Linked DNA regions of Triticum aestivum: regions 1 and 3 are each linked to region 2. A link is a contact called in public Hi-C data. All regions are on one chromosome and are shown on one strand. Each heading gives the region's core, a stretch centred on a gene start, on an enhancer-like site or on the middle of the called end of the contact. The rest is flanking DNA. Distances are from core to core; before and after follow the strand shown.

Region 1 (4,337 bases), core at 393-2,892, 300 kb before region 2:
TGAACAGCAATTAATTAATATATCAACAAAGTATCATGGTGGTGGTCAGTATCCATGTATCTGTATGGTATGCAACAAGAGAGTCAAACTGTACCAGAAACTCATCTACTCCAAAGGATAGTTGTGTACTATGTGTATCATCATCCCAGTACGAATATTTGCCTACAGAAAGGTATTTGTAACTGAGTACAAAAATATTCAACAAAAATGTTGTTTTAGAAATAACAGCATAACCTGTTAAGGAGAGTAAGCACGTAAATTTCTCTCACCTTTTGCAGATTTCCTAAAATGATACTCCATACAGTAGACTCTTTTCCCATGCTTCAGTTCACGCTTGACCATGTACAAGTTTTCAAAGGAAGGCACAGTCTCTGCACCTTTTTGCTACAGGAATGCATATAGTTAACAAATCAAAGATACATATACATCACACGGAGCATCAAATAGGGTCCAGGAAGGAGCAATACCATCAAGATCTTTGGGCCATCTGCTAGCCATTGACGACAAATTGCCTCTATCTCGGATATAAACCTAGATGGTTAAGAAACTCATAAGTACGATCATACTTAATTGGCTTTTTGCAGATAACTGCAAATGAGCTAACTAATAATGGGAAGCGCTGAGTACCTCTCCCAAGATGAAGCAATGGTGAAATCATCAAATCGCCCGAGCTGCACGAATGCACAAAGTATGATAAATCAGGAGACAATTAACCACTCAGACATATATTCAACTGAAGCAGAATGCCGACTTCCAAGATCTAGGAAACTGATCTAGTAAACTACAGATAAAAGGCCTAAAATGAAAACATCACATTGAGAAAACAAGATCCTACAAACCAGATACATGCTCCCAAATGGGTGTGACCAACAGTACCAAGCAAAGCACAAAAGGTACGGTTATTCATTAGTTACTAGTTAGCACATTGGCGTGCACAATATGTCAATGATCCCAGCAAACTGCATACTCCTGCAGGAGTACACTCCCATAGGCGACAAATCTGCCAACAATTAGTTGTGGTCTCAGTGTGACGGGCCAATACATCCAATCACCAAACTCTTTACAGCCTTCTAGCAACCGCATCACATTAGCGTCTGATGAAACATCCAACTATCTGACCGACTGACCCTTGGTCTGACGGACCAAGTATTATGAACATACAAGTCACGAGCCTAACAAACAAGTAACAACCGCATCAGTCACATTACCGTGACCTCGTTGTCACGCAACGACAGCAGCACCAGCACGTCTGGCACACAAAATTGGACCCCCAGCTGGAAAGCGCGGCAGCGGATAGGAATCACAGCCGAGAGAGAGCAGCAGCAGCCATCAGAAGCGTGCGTACCTCTTCCTCGGCCTCCTCCTCCTCCTCCTCCTCCTCCTCCTCCTCGTCCTCTCCGATCCGGCGGTGCTTGGCGTGCTTGGAGGAGGTGGAAGCCATGGCAGCGTCGGCGTCGGCGTCGGCGATCCCCTCCCTCGGCGAGGCGGAGGAGGGGGTGGGCGGCGGGGCGGGGTCGCGAGGAAGTTTCCCTGTCTGCCTCGTTGGATCAGTGGGGGGAAGGCGAAGTGGAGGAGGAGGAGGGAGGTAGGGTGATGTGCCCATGCCGCGTCGGCCGAAGATTTCGCGAACTTGGTACTGGTGCGCTGGCCGCACGACAGCTCTGGAGCTATGGGGCACCCAGGGAGAGAACGTGTCCACGGTGCACCAAGACTGTGTCTAGCTAGCTCCTTTTGTTTCGAGTTGAAGCTAGCTCGTTTCTTTTTTCTTTTTAGACAATGAAGCTTAGCTCGTATGTACTGTCAGTGGACCGGGTATTGGGCCTTGGTTGAGGGCTTGGCGTATTGGGCCTTGGTTTTTTCTTATCTCTACTCCTAATGGACGAGTTGGTTGAATAGTCTCATCACTTTCGTCTGGTCTTTTTTCGTCTGATTTTTTTCGTCTCCCCCCGACCACCCCATCGGTTTATTTTTTTTTCCTATTTCCTTCTAAACAAACACTTTCCTACCGTAGAAAAAAGGCACATATCTAACTTTACTAACTTACCCAAAACAACCGATCCATCTCATCAATGCAATTTGCTTTAGGAAACATTATAATGGATGTGAAGGAAACAAATAATGGACTAACCAAATCAACGGATCCATCCCATCAATGCAATTTGATTTAGGAAACATATAATGAATTTTAAGGAAACAAACAAACTTTAAGGAAAAATCCAATTAACTAATCTCTACTCCTTCTACTCCTAAAGAGGGCGTTTCGTTTCTTTCGTCGTCCTCGATAAATCACCTTAAACATATCCTATTGCCCACGTTACATCAATGATCTGTCAACCAAATCAACGACCGAGATCAAATGTTCTGCCAAGGCATTCCTCACGGCCGCTGCAGGGCGCTGTCGGGCATGCTCGGCCTGCGTCGGTGGAGTCGGGGTCGCTCCCCTCCCTCGAGCAGCGTCGACGGCAACGGGCTGGGCCTGCGTTGGCGGTGCCGGCATTCCTCTCCTCCGACGAGCGGTGGCGGCGGCACGGGACGCAGTGGGCCTGACCTGCGTCGGCGACAATGGGGGACCCTCTCCTCCTTCGAGCGGCGGCGGCGGCGCGGGACGTAGTGGGCCCGGCCTGCATCGGCGGTGGCGGCGGCGGGATCCATCTCCTCCCTCAAGCAGCGGCGGCTTGGGACACGGTGGGCTTGGCCGCAAAGATGGATTTCTCTGGGGCATTCGATTACTGGCCTCTGTTCCTCGACTCGCGTCAGGGACGCATATGCCCATCCGGTCGTTCCTCCTCATGGTCAGCGACGCAGATGCGGCCACTGTCGTTCCTCGCACAGCCGAAGGTACGGAACTCCTCTACGCGACGGTGAGACACACGATGTAGCCTTCTGCGCTCGAGCACCATGGCACCACGCCGTGTGAACGTCCCAGGGAGGCATACTGGTAGGGGTTGCATCATGTAGCGTGTGGATGCCCACCAAATGTTCGATGTGTTCCCCTAATTGATCTCTCTATATAGCTAGCCCTCTGTATTTCAGTCTCTCCCTGCTCTGCATGCCTTGCGTCGTCCATATATGATCTTATTTTGTTTCAGTTTTTTTGCTAGATTTAACACTGTCATTTGTTTAAAACTTTAAATGTTATCCAGGTTGAACCATTGAAAGGGAGCACATAAAGCTGTAGAGGCACAACTCCAAAGGAAACAGCACGGTGATGTTTTTCTATATGTTCAGTGTGTCTATAAACCAACATGCTGACTGCTAAAGTTCTTGCGGGCGTGATTGCTTTAATTTTAGAAGGCACTGATGTAACACAGGAAATAGTTACTACTGAAGAAATCATTTTTGCAACACTCAATCTTGAGTCTGCACTTGCTAACAGAGATGCACCCAAAACAATGTACTCCTGATTGTTTGCTTGGTAACATCCTCTCGTAGAAAACTTAAATTAGATTCTTTTTACTTCCTAATCTTTACATTTTGCATTTTAATTATTATCCTATATGCACAGGATCTTAGACAAAAATTATTAATGTCTACATTGGAAAGGATCCAAACTCTAAACAAGTGATTGGTGAATAATTTTTTATCTAGGTTCAGAAGTTGATAATCCGCTACAGTTCTTTCATTTTGCAGGCAACCTCGGGTATGATGAAACGGCTTTCTTTTGCTTCCGCCGTCACATTGCTGAATACGACTTTGAATCTCAGCTGCACTTGACTGCACCTTCTATCTTGATCCACTTGACAACTTATAATTTGCACAAGCATTCCCCTGCATAGTTTGTCCTTGGTCTGAAAGAACAATTCCTGATGATATATTCCAAATCAGGTTGTTGCCTGGATCCTATGAACAATATGTACAGTCACGCTGTCGTTATCCATTTACCATCATGTAAGTTTTCACTACAGTTTGTTTCGGTTCCATTTCAGAATCCCCAAATCATTCAAGAGTGCGCGACGCACAAGGCTGTAATGTTTCCGCACTTGCATCCATAGAAGGGTGTTGGTAAATTCTGTTTTCGATGGATTTTGAAGGGAACTTCTGTTTTTATCAAGGATGAGACAATACTAAGAGACTAACAAGAACACAGTTAATTACTGGATCATCCATGTTCCCTAGCCGTGAATAGAACCTGCTGTGGTAACTTTCTTGTGGCTCTTGAAATAATTCCAGTGAAACTGAATCATTCAGTCATGCCTTCACTTAAGTAAACAATGGCTCTGGGTACTGGAATCTCTCATCTTGGTTATTTTTATATATTGCATTGCAAAACCAGAAGCTCAAGCTAGGCTAGGCTCACAGAATAATGATGATGATTACTTAGCTAAAATCCTAAGATC
Region 2 (4,485 bases), core at 1,401-3,900:
CCGACCCAATTTTAAGCTGGATTTGCGTCGGCGCGGACACGCGACGGACGTGCACGCGCGCCTACTCCTCTCCCCGGCCTGCTGGTCGGTGGCAGCCACCACCATTTTCCCACATTCCCCCAAAACCCCTCCCGCTCACGCGCGCTCCCGTCCCGCACCCGCCATGGACGACGACATCGACCTCGACGCCGCCGCCGGCCTCGCCTCCCTCGCCTCTGCCGGCGCCGCCGCCGCCCCCTCCGGGAAAGGCAAGCCTCGTGCCCCGCGCAAGACTGTCGCCGCGCCCAAGCCAAAGAAGCCGTTGAAGCCCGAACAGCGGGCAAGGGAGTCAGCCAGGAGGAAGGGCCAGAGGCACGCCGCGGACATGAGGGGGTGAGGCCGCCACGCACGCCGCCGTCGCCGCCGCCGCGCAGCAGGAGGTCACCAACACCCGCGTCGCGGCGGCAACGAGGGAGGCGCTCTACATGCTAGGGTTAAACCATGGCCAACACGGCCTCGTCAACGCCGCCGTCGCCGCGACCAGCACCTGTCATCGGCGTTCCCTCGGATAGTGCTGCCCGACTCGCCCCGCGCGTCGGCTTGCAACCCGATGCCCGGCTTCCACGTGTACCCGCAGGCCTCCCGCCTCTCCGGAGAGTGCTTGCCTGACGTGAGCGTGGTCACGCCTTCCACGCCCGCGCCCATCGACCTCAACGCCACCCCCGTGGTCGATGGCTCGTCATCCGGAGGCGCGAGGAAACGCGCGCGGCAGACGTCGCCCGGCGTGCTCCCGGACGCCCGCAACCTGTTCAAGGGAATGTCGTCCGCCGTCGACGAGGACTACATGCAGAACCTCATCTTCGAGGGCGATGCGCCGGCCGCTGGCTATGATCCCGACGAGACACAAAGCCAGGACGGCCGCGGGGCGTTCACGCCGGCTGCTGGCTATGATCCCGATCAGGCGGCCTTCATGTGTGATCAGGTCGGCATGGACCTCGACGGCTTCCCACTGGACCACGAGTTCCCGGACGACTACGGGCTAGATGAAGAGGACGAGTGCGACATCGAAGTGGAGCCTTTGTTCGAGGACGAGCTCGCCAACCAAGCCGTCGGTCCTAAGCCGAAGCGCAAGAGCAAGCACATGAAGGCATACACGGCTGCCGAGGACAAGCTTCATTGCGAGTGTTGGCGGGACATTGGACAAGACCCCCAGACGGGCGCCGAACAAAAACATTCAACCTTTTGGATTCGTGTCCACCGAGAGTTTCATGGGCGCAAAAAGTTTCCGCCTTATCAAATTGTGAGCACACGCGGGTGGGTGCCCATTTCCAAGCGATGGAACAAGAGTGCAACAAGTTTTGTGCCACTCTTGAGAGCGTCAAGGCCCGCCCCGTGAGCGGCATCGGCATGCAAGACATGGTATGCTAGCAAGCCGCCCTCTTTTTTGTGTCATCAAGTTCATGCTTGCGTGTTCATTTGCATATCATTTGCCCATATGCTTGCATTGAAACATTTTGTAGGCATTTCAAGCTTTGGAGGCATTCAAGGTTCAACACAATGGCAAATGCTTCAACCTCTCCCATTGCTTTCGGATCTTCAAGGACGAGAAGAAGTTCAAGGCGCAATATGCCGCCATCAAGGCGCGTGGGGGGAAGCAAGCCGTGGAGGAGGTTGGGGAGGGCGAGTCGGCACGGCCGTGGGGGAAGACCAACTCCAAGAAGGAGGACAAGCGGGATGCGGCATACAACGCCTTGATCTCAAGCATGGAGGGCATGATGAACAAGAAGGACTCAAGGGAGGAGGGGCGCCGGCGTTTCAAGGAAGAGCAAATGAACGCCTTCATGAAGATCCAAAAGAGGAGGCTTGAGATGGATGCGAAGACTCAAGCCAAGATGCTCGAGCTGGAGGCGGAGAAGCAAGCCAAGATGCTAGAGATCGAGGCCACCAATGCCAAGACCAAGGCGAAATAAGTGGCTCTCGCGAGCATGATGACCGGGGTGGAGATCATGAAGGTGGATCTCAACACTGTGTCGCCAAGGAAGAGGCCGTGGTTCGAGAAGATGCAGGCCGACATGCTCAAGTTCACCGACGAGTGATCTCGTCGCCGCGAGCGCCACCCTTTTTTTGTATGCCGGCTTGTGTGCTGGCATGACCACGAGGCCGCGATGGCGTGGTTGAACTCAAATCCCACCCTTTTTGTGTGCTGACATGTGTGCCGGCCGCTGGCGAGTGCGCCAGCATGAACTGCGGTGATATTTTGGAAGCCGGCAATGTATGCCGGCGCTGGCATGGTGTCGGCATGATCTATGGCCGCTGGCATGATCTGTGGCCGCGGGCCATTTTTAAAAATTGAGTGCGGACATGAAATAGGTCGGCGCGTTGGGCGCACTGCCGACTCAAATGCAAAGCTGGGCGGACGCCGGCAGGCGGCCGAGCCCAAATGGACAAAAAGCGGATAAATACGCCGTCCGTTTGGGTTGGCTGCTCTTAGTGCTAATCACTTGCATACACATGCAGTGTGTGAGACAAAAAGAGGAGGCTCATACATACAAGGGCATTTGCAGGGAATCTCATCCTTAAATTGGTTTTCTGCGCCTGTCAAGCGCAGCAAAATCACATGAGCGCACCAAACCCGCCCTCCATAAATTAATCACGCTTCTACACCAGCCCCACCCTCTCCCCATGATGCATGGTCCTCCACCTCCACCTCCCCCTCCCTGTCATGGGCCAGAGCCCCTCTCTCTGCTCTGCTCCGCTGCTACAAAAGACGGCATCATTTTTTGCCTCCCTCTCCTGCTTGTCCGGCTCCTTTCTTCTCCTCCTGCCCCATTCCAGCCGAGCCGAGAAGCTGGACACACACAGGAACAAATAGCTATGCAGAGGAGGAAGCATCACATCCCAAAATATCCCACAGGATAAACATCTTGAGATCCCCTCACAAATCCAGCAAGAACGGCATTCTCCAAGCTGTCCCTCTTGCTGCTTCACCTACTCCTTTTGCAGTATTTTCCTAGTTCCTACTAGCAGTCTCCAGTCTAGCAGCACATCAAGAACCAAGAAATCCAGCGAAAGGGATTGATTCCATCCTTTTTGCGCCTATTCAGCACAAGTTACCCAGACAAGAATCGCTCTTGCAAGATCTTGTCAGCAATTTGGCGTCAGCTCGGCGGCCAATCTCGCGCCGGAGGTTGAGATTTAGAGGCGGGAGAAGCCTAGTCTCCAGCGATGGCGGCCGCGCTGGAGTGCTGGTCGGGCCGGCCGAGCACCGACGAGGAGTCCATGGTGGAGCAGGTTCTCATGAAGCCCCACGCTCGCTCGGACGGCTCGCTCCCCACCTGCGCCGACTCGGCCGGCGCGGGCGACCCGATTTCGGGCCCGGCGGCGCCCAAGAAGTGGCAGCGCCTGGGCCGCAACTTCGCCGGCGCCATCGCGGCATTCAAGAACACGCTGAACCTGGACAACGGCGGCGTCCCCCGCGACCCCTCGCCGCGCGCCGGCGGCGATAAGCCGCCGCTCCTCCTCCGCGGCCTCGCGCAGCTCTACTCCCGCGGCGCCGCCGCCCAGCAGCTGCCGGAGAAGCTCGTTTCTGACCTCCGCCGCCACTTCGATGCTCTTCCCAACAGGTGAGCGACCGTGTTCTCAAAAGTTCTGCAACAGTGGAAGTGCCAAAATTTTGCTGCAATCAACATTAGTAGATGTCAAGTTTACACGTTAGTGTTTGCCATCAAGCTACTTAAACTGCTTCCGTGTTTGTAATTTCTACAGTATTTACGACTTTTTTTTTCTGGTTTGTTAAACCAGAAGTTCTAAAATGGTTGCTGACAGTCAGAAATCTCGGTTTTGCAGCTACGCGCAGGCAGGATTTGACATGAAAGATGTCCTCTTGCACGCCCGCCTTGTAGAGCAGGCGGCCGGTGACGATCAGCCTGCACTGAGCATCGAGGAAGTTCATGGCAGCAATGGCAGAGAAAGTGGTGCCGAGGGCACTGTATTTCAGCTCACTTTTGCCTGCAATGCCCCACTTTCATGGCAGTCAATGTCAGGCTCACTCGACAGCCCATTGTTCAGTTGCAAGAAGATCCAGATCTTCGAGAAGAGAGGATTGACACTTGGTGCTGTCCTGATAATTGTGCAATCCGGGAGCGAGGAGCTCTTCAAGAGCCGTGTCGAGGCTGCCCTAAAATCGGCAACAAAGAAGCATCGGAAGAACAGTGGCGGCGGTGGCGGCGGTGTGAAGCTCCCCTTCGGGCTCTGCGGCTGCCAGGAAGAAGGATCACGCAACTTCGACGAGGAGTCCATGTTTGATCCCGAGGATGGTCAGGTTCTTGACAATGAGCCTGCACGCAGACCATACCTTCCCACTCCCCTACCACAGTCATCAGTGTTTGTTTCAGTAGATGAGTGGCAGACCGTCCGATCCGGGGGCGAGGAGCTTGGCCGCTGGATTGTGAGCTCCGAGGAGATCGAATTCGTCGACTGGGTTGGCCAAAACTCGTTCAGGGGAGT
Region 3 (4,036 bases), core at 406-2,905, 400 kb before region 2:
TCACGCACATCCCGTGCGGGCCTGGTTGGGCTGCATGCGGGCAACCAAACGCGCCCTAAGTGAATTCGTGCACCCAATGCACGGGGATGAAGGGGCCCACCCAACCGGCTAGGTCTCAGTCGACTGAGACTTAACCAAGTCTCAATCAGGTGATATAGCATATAAGAAGAAAAAGAAAAAACTAAAAATATTTTTTTTTTACGAATCTCCATGCAAAATCAAAGGAATATAGCATCGACTGAGACATAACGAAGTCTCAGTCGACTGAGACTTAGTAAAACAGTTGTAGATTTTTTTTAGGTCTAGCATTTATTGGTGCCGAACTGCTACCAAACAAAACAGAAAAAATACTGGACTCATTTGCAAGCATCAGGCCTTATTTATTTTCTATAAGGAAAGCATCAGGCCTTCTTTGAAACGCGCAAACCACTGGAGTCGATCTACAGAGTGTACAACATGAGTACATCACTGCAGAGCCCCCTACACAACCAATTATATCACGTTGTTCTCAAAAATAATAATTTATATCACGTTCCAGACGTGACACTTTAGGAGAACTAAACGAAACAAGCGGCGCAAACGAAGATTAACACAACTCACATACATTTTGATGAAATTATAATGCAACAGTACGTAGTACGCCGCGCGCGTGCATGAGCATGCCCCGCCGGAGTCAGTCAACTGGCGTGACAACGGCGGAGGCCTTGGACGCCTTGGGCCGCACCGGCTGGATCACCAGCCCTTCGCCGCCGGGTCTCTCCTCGACGGTGTAGTGCAGGTACGTCCCGAACGCCTTGTCCCACGTGACAAAGAAGAGGTCGGAGAAGTTGTACCTGACGCCGCGCGGCAGGTGGTGCACGCCGTGGTACGCGGCGCCGTTCCAGAGCGACTGCAGGCGGCGCGGCAGGAGGCACAGCCCGCAGTGGTTGTCGATGCCCTTGATGTTGCACAGCGAGAGGAAGACGGCCGTGGCGCGCGGCGACGACGACATGCCGGAGGCGAGGATGGCCAGCGACGCGCCGGCCGTGTCGGCGATGAGGGCCTCCACCGGGTGCCCGTACTTGGCGCCGAACGCGTAGGGCACCACCAGGCGGTGGTGCCACGAGTGGAGGTGCCGGTACAGGAACCGGCTGCGGTGCGCCAGGCGGTGCCACGCGTAGCGGTACACGTCGTACAGCACCACGGTCACCGCGATCTGACGCGCCGCCGTCAGGTACGACGACGCGGTCGCCGGCGAGTCGCCCGTGGCCGCTCCCCCTGCTCCTCTTCCCGCTATAACCTGCATGCATGCGAACGCACGTACGGAAGAAACGTGTGCGTCGATCAGAGGCTGTGTACAAAGTAGGACGTACGGATACGTGCATGCACGTGTGCGTGAATATGCCGTGAGGCGTCGGCCGGTCTCGGCGAGGTTTTGGTTACCGGGGTGAGCACGGTGACGGCGACGAGCTGCATGAGGTGCTGCATGAGGACGTTCCCGAGCACGGCACGCTTGGACACCGTGTTCTTGCTGTCCTCCTCAGCCTTGGTGTTGAGCCTGTACTTGGCCATGACGCGTCCATGGCCAAGCGCCGTGTGCACGCCGGAGTAGGTCCAGTACACCAGGATGGGCACGGCGGCAGCCACAGCTTCGTCGGAGAACCTCAACACCGCCATGTCGATCCCTTTGATCTACGAGGTGTACACTCTAGCTAGCCAAGTAGCTAAGTAGGTAGAGGTGTGCTATATGTATAACGACGGTGTGTGTCTTGTAGTTGCCAGTCAGGGATAAGTAGTGCAATATTTTTTTTTCGAGAACACTAAGTAGTGCAATATCCATTGTCTATATAGGGTAATCGGTAAGCAATTTAAGTATCCCTTTCGAGCGTGCGAACAAGGGAGAGCGCCAGCCACGGGTGACCGAGCGATATATCGCCCTGCCGGTACACTCAAAGCTCGCACCACAGGGATTCAGCAATGTAATTTCGTTGCTAGTCGCCGCTCAGTGCTGGACCTTAATTACCTTGTGGAACACCCATCCGTAATTAACAAGACAAGATGCCCGGGGCATGCCAATGGCCGCCTACTGTCCCTAGTGCAAGAGTTCAGTAATTTTGCTTACTTGGTAGCATAAAAAGTCAAGATCGTTGACAAACAAAAAAGAGATAAGATTCATCAATACAGTGAAATCTAGAAATATTAAAAAATTAGATTAAACGAATAAACAGAAGTTCTGGAAATTTACTTCAAACTTCACCCCTCGTGTATCTCCAAAATGCTTCCTTCAGATTTTTGTTCTGCATTGGTGACCTTGAGATGTGTTCGGCAGATTTCTCCAGAATCATAGAGCTCTCACGTCTCTTCAAGCTCCAACGAGAAAGATGTGTCCACCTGCGTATAGCTGTAGGCTTCATTTGGGTAATACAAAGACCCACATACAGCTGTTCAAGCTACATAAATTGTATCTTACATAAGACAGCTTACAATATGAAGCAGGAGACCACAGAGAAAAGGGGTCTAATATGAATTTCTTATTAAAAAAATCCTTATATAGGGAGAATTAAACTTAAATTTAGTACAGAATATCATACAAATAAACACAACTTCTGAGTGAAGAATCCAAATATACTCGAATTGTTACAACAATATGTAAATCCGCCATGCAAACAATTTGTTTAGGCTGGACTGCTGTAGTTGGTTGCAGATTTGTGGTGATGTGTCAATACAATCTCTATATCTACCAAAGTTACTTGTATGGATTCAAGATAATCCTTGTATGTATTGAAATTTGTGATGTGTCAATGATTATATATGGTTCAGCTGTATGTAAATTATCGATTGTACCTTTGGTCTTTCGTCTGTAGCTCCATGATCGATTCGCGACGGTAGAATTGTTGTGCCATGTAGTCGGATCGGACGAGAGGTGCAGACAAAGGAGCACACCAGCACACAGGGGCGGCTGCTGCATGCAAGGCAAGGCGATCGTGGAGGGCCCACCTGTCGGCGTGACGGCCGTCCTGCATGGGGGTGTCGCTTCGCCCGTTGCCATCGTGGGGTCGGCTACCCCCGTGCTGGCCCCACATGTGCTGGCCCAGGGCGCTGATAGCCAAAAGCTGCCGGATGAGACGGCCTACTGCACTAGCCTGGTCGGCCTGTCGCTGGAGGGGACAGGCGGCCCACCTCCGCAGGCCAGTAGGGTGCGGGCCCCCACTTCCCCGCCAATGTCGACTGCGGCCTACGTGCTCTCTGTTGGCTCGGATCTGCCGCAACCAGATCCCCCTGGTCGGGAGGTGGTGACCTCCCCGATGTCGGCTGGTCGCTGTCCCGAGGATGGTGGGCACGTGATGGGGCTCGTCCCCTCTGCGCCTGCCGACGGAGAGCCTACCCCACCTTGGGTTGGTCAACTCTCTGCGGGTCCATGGGCCCCTCCCTCCGAGGGCCAGCGGTGCTGTGGGGCCAGGGCACTTCCTGCTACCCACGAGGAGGCCACGGCTCGCTTCCTAGAGCTGGTTGCTGCACCCCCTGTGCCTGGCCTGCTGGCGGGGCCCTCCAAGCCCCGTGGCCGTCCACGTCGCCCAGCCAAAGCACCTGGATCCGCTATAAGACGCAACAACCGCCTGGCATGCAAGAAGAAGCTCTTCCCTGAAGCCGATGGCAACATCATGAAGCAGACCAGGAGGCTTGTGATGTCCAAGCGTGGCTTGGCCATTCCAGATCGCGGGGAAAGCGAGGAGCAACGCCTACAGCTCTACGCCACGGCGTTTGACAAGCCACTCTCACCGGTCCAGATCACGGCCCTCACGGCCCTGGCTCGCGCAGGCAAGGGGACTGGGGTGCCGGTGCCGGCCTCTGCTTAGGTGGGCGCCCCAACGCTACGTCGCCACAGTTTGCCAATGGAAGACAACTGCTTGATTTGGAACGTTAGGGGCTTGAACAACCCAGCTCGTAGGAAGGTAGTCAAGGATCTAGTGTATCGGAACAATGTATCCTTAGTGTGTCAGCAAGAAACAAAATTAGCAATGATTGATCTGAGCCTGGTGCATCAATGTTGTGGAGC

What was found. Hi-C and Micro-C count contacts between places; a contact is called where the count stands out from the background.
Region 1: a contact with region 2 is called in a Hi-C map of leaf, with 9 times the contacts expected there. The contact joins the promoter of LOC123097755 here to the promoter of LOC123097756 in region 2. A contact is called at or near these places in 2 of 5 Hi-C or Micro-C datasets (both in leaf).
Region 3: a contact with region 2 is called in a Hi-C map of leaf, with 2.7 times the contacts expected there. The contact joins the promoter of LOC123099994 here to the promoter of LOC123097756 in region 2. A contact is called at or near these places in 2 of 5 Hi-C or Micro-C datasets (both in leaf).

The regions. Positions count from the first base shown.
Region 1 is chr4D:336,342,182-336,346,518 of IWGSC CS RefSeq v2.1, forward strand. It overlaps LOC123097755 (rab3 GTPase-activating protein catalytic subunit), which reads right to left and starts at 1,643. Exons shown (of 21, transcript XM_044519577.1): 1 at 1,346-1,643; 2 at 628-671; 3 at 468-531; 4 at 270-384; 5 at 95-162. The coding sequence starts at 1,603.
Region 2 is chr4D:336,640,957-336,645,441 of IWGSC CS RefSeq v2.1, forward strand. LOC123097756 (serine/threonine-protein kinase STY8) reads left to right here and starts at 2,651. Exons shown (of 3, transcript XM_044519578.1): 1 at 2,651-3,602; 2 at 3,826-4,485. The coding sequence starts at 3,205.
Region 3 is chr4D:336,243,594-336,247,629 of IWGSC CS RefSeq v2.1, forward strand. LOC123099994 (sphinganine C4-monooxygenase 2-like) reads right to left here and starts at 1,656. Exons shown (of 3, transcript XM_044521998.1): 1 at 1,423-1,656; 2 at 1,049-1,279; 3 at 674-889. The coding sequence starts at 1,656. The coding sequence ends at 674.